2 separate regions of the Rattus norvegicus genome follow, and region 1 is linked to region 2. The links are chromatin contacts, called in public Hi-C maps. All regions are on one chromosome and are shown on one strand. The core of a region is the stretch at or near the end of the contact, and the rest is flanking DNA. Distances in the headings are between cores, read along the strand shown.

The links. Hi-C and Micro-C count contacts between places; a contact is called where the count stands out from the background.
Region 1: a contact with region 2 is called in a Hi-C map of liver, with 4 times the contacts expected there. The contact joins the promoter of Adk here to the enhancer-like site in region 2. A contact is called at or near these places in 2 of 12 Hi-C or Micro-C datasets (frontal cortex and liver).

The regions. Positions count from the first base shown.
Region 1 is chr15:3,293,438-3,297,165 of GRCr8, reverse strand. It overlaps Adk (adenosine kinase), which reads left to right and starts at 1,421. Exons shown (of 11, transcript NM_012895.3): 1 at 1,421-1,494. The coding sequence starts at 1,433. Ap3m1 (adaptor related protein complex 3 subunit mu 1) reads right to left here and starts at 948. Exons shown (of 9, transcript NM_133593.2): 1 at 922-948.
Region 2 is chr15:3,235,227-3,238,706 of GRCr8, reverse strand. The region is part of intron 3 of Adk (adenosine kinase); the gene reads left to right. Among named protein-coding and RNA genes, the nearest start is that of Adk, 59 kb to the left of the region's middle. Within about 2 kb of position 2,151, at least 12 of the 93 cell types and tissues checked have an H3K27ac peak or open chromatin away from gene starts, as enhancers often do. A contact at or near this core is called in liver, where this site is marked.

The DNA of each region.
Region 1 (3,728 bases), core at 172-2,671, 59 kb before region 2:
AAAAAAAAAAAAAAAAAAAAAGTGTCTGCTATCAAGCCTAAGGACCTGAGTTTGATCCCTAAGATCCTCATAGTGGAAGGAGAGAATTGTAGCCCAGGAGTTGTCCTCTAACTTCTACTACATGTGTTTTGTGGCATGCCACACAATACAACAAACAAGTAAATGCAAAAATAAAGTTTAAAAGACAGAAGGCACTGAGAAACAGAAGGTAATAGCAGTGGGAAGGTAAAGGTCCTGTCCTCTCTAAAAACAAAGGGGGCACATTTTCTTTTTTCAATACAAAGGAAGGAGATTTATATATTTGCTTGCAGAAAATTCCTTTCTTCTGTGTAATGTATTTCCAAGCCAAAATCTCAAATAAATGCTGAAAAAAAAAAAAAAAAGCTTTTCGAGTGACCCGACTTCTCAACCAGGAAGTTAAAGCTTCAGTACTAAACAAATCCATGACATCCACTCATCCACTCATCACGCTTCCATACTCCAAGCCGCCTTTTCCGTTTACAGCCCTGTCACCTGTCTCGTGAGAAGCTGCTACACCCTTCTCACAGTCTCCCCATCCCAGGCTAGCTCGTCCAGGCACCACCCTATAAAGAAAGCGTTCTCTTAGCGTCATCGGGGGATTTGCCCTCCACGGCCAAACCTGGGGGCTGACAAGTTCAAGTCGTCGGTACCCCACCTCACTGTAGATGTCATTTCTCGCGCCTGGAGTCCAGGGTCCGAGAACCCTACGTGGCAGGTGCACCGCTCCCTTCCGGCCCAGCTGACTAGGAAGCCCGGGTGTGAGGGGGAAGGCGCGGCCCTGGTGCACAGCAGCAGGGACACTCCTGGAGCCCCAGAGAGAGTCCCGAGCCGGAGCTATGCAGTCTGTTCCCCGGCTTTTGAGATGTCTCCAACCCGGAGACTCCCCGCCCTCACACTCACCCCGACACCTGGGCGAGTCAGTGATTCGGTGCCGGGTCCTCTCTGAACCGAAGCTGAAGCAGCAGAGAAAGCCGCGAGGACCCCGCGCTTGGAGTGCCCAACACACTGCCTGACTAGCAGCCTCCGAGGCGCCGAGGAGGTCAGCGGGACTAGAAAGAAACAACGAGCGGAAAGGCGTTCAGCGAGAGGCACGGTGTCTCCGGAGGTTGAGGCTCTGAATCTTCCACATTACTCAGGGTCTGGAGGAACAGGGAGATTGGCACTCCCTGAGCGCAGGCGCTCACCCGCAGCCTAACTGCGTTTTGGGTCCCTTACCGTAGTAAATGAGGTCCTGGAGGGACGGGACTTCAGACGCGCGTAGAGCCAATGGTGACAGACCAGAGTCACGGATTGGGCGGAGTTCAGGGAGGCGGGGCTTAGTGGAAAGGGGGCGGGGACGAGCAGAGGGGCGGGGCCACCGGGCTGAGGGGCGGGACGCGCGGCAGAGCCAAACCGCGGTGAGAGTGCGAAGATGGCAGCTGCGGACGAGCCGAAGCCCAAGAAGCTCAAGGTGGAAGCGCCAGAAGCGCTGAGGTGAGAGCAACCCTGCGTGGGGGAGGAGGGAGAAGGCACTTGCAGCGAGCCAAGGCCCACGTGGGCTGGCGCAGCCGGATGGTGACTGCGTTCGTGGGGCCAACCCGCAGGACCTGCAGCTCGGGGAGTTGCCCGCGTGGCTGCTGTTCCCCTCAGTGCCCTCTGGTTCTGGACTCTGCTCAGGTGCATACTCGGCCCTGGCAGCCATTGACCAATCAGAGCACCTGGTCCGGGGGCTGAGTCTTCCTCTGGCGCCACGTGCGAGCCTTCGCGGGCCGCGCTAGCGCGACCCTAAAGGACCTATTTGGAGCTGCATCCTTTCCTAGGGTATTTAGCGGGAAGGCGCCCGGCGCCTCCTGGACCCTGGTAAAAGATAACATTCTTGGAATTTTTTCAGTAGGCGTTGCAGAGCGTTTTGACCTTTTCTGTCAGCTCTCTGAAATTATCTTTGGAGACCCCCTCGCCCCAGGGACCCCCAATTCACCTCAGAGGCTTTGCTAGGGTAGCATTTGGCTAATTGGTTAGAAAAGTTCTTGTTTGTTTTTCTTTTTTTTCCCTTTGCATATTTGATAGGAATGGAGAGCTCTCCCAATACCTGACGCACATGTAATTGGTGTTGCGACTTTCACTTATAAAAAGCCGTTTGTTAAAAAGAAATTTCTTCCTAATAAGTATAAAGTCCGGCGCGTTCAGTGTCTGATGACTTTGAAGTGTTCATTGGAAGGCAGTGATTTTGCTACTAAAAATAGACGCATCAAACTGATTTAAAACCGTGGGGGCTCTTACTGATTATACAAAACAAATTCCATTTATTTCAACATCTCTTTATCATGTTCAAAAAGAGAGTTTATTCACAACATTTATTCACAACTGAAAAGAAAAGGTTAGTTGGGGGTCCCAAATCATGTTCTTGGTTGGAATGGTGATGACCAAATCCCTTTTAGTGGCTTTACTGTATGCCTATTATTCTTAGGTCATTGTGCATGTCTAATACTACAAACGTAAAACATGAGAAACAAAACCAACTGAGGATGTTTTATTTTAAATTTTAGATTATCTGGGCCGGTGGGATGGCTCAGCAGATAAAGGCATTTGCTGCCCAGTTGGATGACCTGAGTTCAGTCAGACTCCAGGACCCACATGGTGGACGGAGTGAACCTATTCTTCTGTTGCTCTCTGGCCCCTCCCCACTAAATAAAACAGATACTGTCTCCTTAGATTTTTCTTTTAATAAAAGTAAGAGTTTGTATATGATCCCTTTTAACAGTGCTTACCATCTGAAGTAATGGTATAAAAGCCTCTATGAAAGAAAGGCAGGGATTAATCAAATTTTATAGGTGCGGAAGCTCAAATAAAACATTTAAGGAAGGAAAATTTGAACTCAGGGCATGAGGTTCAGGCTTATTATTTTGTTCTAGTGTGTTTGCACAACATCCAAGACATGCTTTGGTTTCTCTTTAAATGATCCATGGTAATGTTTACTACTTAGATATGTATATGCCAGTCTCATTCTACATATTTTAACTCAATGCCATAACAACCTGGTAAGAACATTTCTATAATTATCTCAATTTTACCAAAAATGGAACAGCCACATATCTGTCTATTTAAAATTGTAAATAATTTAGTCAAATAAAGTTCACTTCCCAGAATGCTAACCTACTGCTTTCTGCAGAGGCGAAGTTCAAAGATTAGTCGTTTTGACTATGGGGACACAGCTCTTTAATGCTATGCAGAGAACTTTGAGTCGACTGTTCCTCCTTTTATTAGTTTACCTTTCATGAAGGATAGCTGAATGAGAGTGCATTTGGACTGGATTACTCTTATGATTTTCCTGGCAGTTAAGAGATTTCTACCAATTTTGTTTAACTGTTAATACATTTTGTTTAACAGCTTATAAATTGTGAGTGCAGTTTAATTATAGATTCCGTGGAGGACAAGTCAATTAATAAAAGTATTTATAGAGGTTTGGAAGAGAATTTAGGAATTTGGGAGTTGTCAGTTATCTTTAGGGAAATAGTTCTTTCTATTTATGTGTGTGTGTGTTTGTGTGAATGTGCATCACTTGTGTGCCAGAAGAGGGCTTTGGATGCCCTGGATCTAGACTTAAAGAGAGCCGAGAGCCATCTGATGTGGGTGCTGGGAACCAAATTCAGCTCTTCTGGAAGAGCAGTTTGCTCTTAACCATTGAGCCATCCATCCTTCCAGCCTAGGAAGTGATTCTTAACTAGAGG
Region 2 (3,480 bases), core at 902-3,401:
GGGGAAGCTGGAACATCTTTGACGTTTTTCTCTGGGAAGGTAGTAATTAAAAGATTGCATTCTGACAAGGGCTGTCAGTGTTTTAGTTACAAATGATAGGCTTGGGACGTTTGAAACTTGGATTTTAGGATTATCTAAAGAGGGAGACTTTAAAATTCTTATATGCTTCTATTTCTTTAAACTGGCTCACTTTTCCTCATTTTTCAATAAGGAAAATGCTAGTAATGTTGAGTATTATTTATATAATACCAGCATCAATAGTCAGCATCAATACTGTAAAAGGAAGAATTGGAGGACTTTAATTCTTATTTTATCTGTAGGTTTCACCATGCACTTTGCATATTAATTAGGTTTCTATCACTTTTATAAGTATATTGATTTTCCAAAGTTCTCAGTGTACTAGGTACACTTATTTTATTAGTGTTCATATTTAATTAACTTTGCTGTCCAGGCTGGTTTTGGGCTCAGCGTAATCTTCTGTTTGCGAGTGCTGAGATTACGAGTTATAGAAGAGAGCCACTACACCCAGTAGCCATTTTAACTAATATCTAACTCTGATCTGTCCTAATTTACTTAATTTAGTCTTTATTTGCACATGCGAGTACATGTGTGCTATGTACTGTTTGCTGTGTAACAGTTTAATCATTTGCTATTTTAGTTTGTTTTAATGTTTATTTAAAAGTCTGTTAGCTGTCCAAGGCACAGTTCACCTCCTTGTTTAGAGCTTGACTAATGATCTTTTTCCTTGCAATTTATTATGGAAAAATGTTTCTAACAATTTTATCTGGCACATAACAATATACCTATGGAAAAATGAAGCGCACTTCACATTTACATCTGGATTTTATCATTCATATTTTACTGTACTTCTTTATCACTTTCAGGTTTGGTCTCCAAGCCATTCATTAGTTTGTTTATTTATTTTTGGATTCATTTCAGAGTAAGTGTCGATGTCAGAATACTTTCCCCCAAATAACTAGGGTTCAGTAGTTAAGAAGGTGTTGTTGTTGTTGTTCCAGTTTGCTTACGCTAGAATCTTGAGTAAGTGAAACCATATGTGTGATTCAGTCTTTTAAATAAGACTTCTTTTATTTCCTCCTCCTCCTCCTCCTCTCTATTCTTCTGTCCTCCTCCTCCTCCCCCCCTCCTCCCCCTCCTCCTCCTCCCCCTTGTCCTCGTCCTCGTCCTTCTCCTCTTCATTTCTTCTCCTTCCCCACCCCCTATTTTGGCATAGACTTTCACTGTGTAGCCCTGGCTGGTTTGAACTCCTTTGCATACCATACTGGCTTTGCTTTGAACTCCCAGATGTCTGATTCTGCCTCATGAGTGCTGGCGTGAGAGCCGTGCACTGCTATGCTTGGCTGTCTGATTTGTTTTGACACGGATCATTATTGTTGCATGTATCATTTAATTCCTTTTTTATTGTTGATTAGTATGGCATTTTGTTTGTTGGGTTTTTGTTTTTGAGGTAGGGTTTCTTTGTGTAAAAGCCCTCAAGAACTAGCTTTGTAGAGCAGACTGGCCCCAAACTGACAGAGATCCGCCTGCTTCTACCTCCCAAGCTCTGGGATCAAAGGTGTGCGCCACCATGCCCCGTGTTAGTACGGCATTTTTATCAGAATAATTTTATCTGTTCTTTATTGGCGAGTATTGGCAGTTGGGTGACTTTACTTTGACTTGTTTTCTATCATGTAGGGTTTTTTTTTGACCTCTGCACTAATGAAAACTCCCAATTGAGTATGAACAGAATCTTAAATTAAAAATTTATCAGCAGCTCCTCATGAAACGTGTTTACAAATAATGTCATTTGTGTCTTAAATTTAAATAGCTAAAATTCTCACAGAGAAAGTAGAAATGCTATTCGCCTTGGTTTGATTGGAATGCATTGTGTGCATGTATTGAGTTGTTAAAGTTTATGATGCCCATAAATATGAACAAGTACTTTATATCTACTAAAAAGAATAACCGAAATCTCTCTGTACTCAGGACCAGGGTTTTAAAAAATAAGAAATATAGATATGAAACAGTTTTTTGACTGAGAAGACAGCCCAGTGAATTCAGAGCTTGCCAAGCATGAGCACCTGACTGGGACTCTGGAACAAGTGGAACACAGTGTGTGCCTGTAGCCCAGAGCTTTGGCAGTGAGACGGAAGATACAGAGATAGCAGAGTTCCCCAAGGCCCGCGGGGCAGCAGGCTTGCTGTTTGCAGTGGTGTGTACCACAGAGAGTCACCCTGATCAAAACAAGGTGGATAGCACCTGAGCTTGACCCCCGACCTCCACGTTTTTGCTGTGGTATACATGCATTTGCACTTAGACACATGTAAAGTACATACATACACACATACACTTACACACTAAAACAAGACAGAAATCCCTAAAATGCAATTATATAATTAACAAGGCATGTATTATTCTCAAAAACACTATTATTGATTCGTATATTTCAAAATAACCTTGACAAATCATGATATAAAAAAAAATCTGTGGATACTTTACATTAGCTCACTTTCACCTACAGTTTCCCTGATTCAGTGATACAAGAGCTTCTGGTATACTGATGGTTGGCATTGCTGTATGTGGAGTAACTATGTTTTTATTAACAATAGCCCTAGTTTCTGAAATCTGATGAATCAGATTCCATAAACAGTCACTCATGCTTCCCCCAACCACTCCCTGGAAAACCCAGTTGCCACACAGGGAAAGATTTGGTCAGCAGTGACACTTGCTTCTCTAAGCAGACTTTTGCTTGTTTCTCCACTCTGAATGCTCCGCTCTAGGGGATGATTTTAAAGCTAGCGAGGAAAGCAATTATAGTTGTGGTGTGATTAATCCCAACCTCATGCTTGACTCTGAATAATCCCATAGTGAAACTGGCTGTTAGTTTTCTATGGATTGTTTTTACCCCATTGCCATCATAGTTTTATAAATGGAATAGCTTAAAATATGAAAAATGCCACTTTGATTCAATAAGTGTTCCCCCCCCCCCCCCGTGGTAGTTACTGTGTTTGAACATAACACATCAGGAAAGTGCCATGAGAGACAATTTAAAGAGTTTATTTTGGCTCAGAGACTTAGACTTTGGTCAGTCCAGGATGGCTGACTTCATCACTGTGGGACTGTGGCAAGACAGGGTGGCGGGTGCTGTTCTGGGAAACCAACAAGCCCAGATAGTGACAGAGATTTAGAGGACAAGAGATGAGAGAGAAGGAACAAGGGTGATGAGAGGAGGCAGTTATGAGATACTCCCTTTAAGAGCATATCACCTCCAGGGAGGCCTCAGATCTTCCTACTGTGTGTCACTTTTCAATAACATGGTTAAATTCCTAATCCGTTAGCAGGGCACTCTACAGATTAAGGCAGAGCTCCTGTGATTCCTTCATTTTCCAGAAGTCTCCCTTTTGAACACTGAGTTAAGGATGAAGCCTTTAACAAATGCTAGGTGCCAGGAACTTGCATTTTATATCTGAGCAATACCAT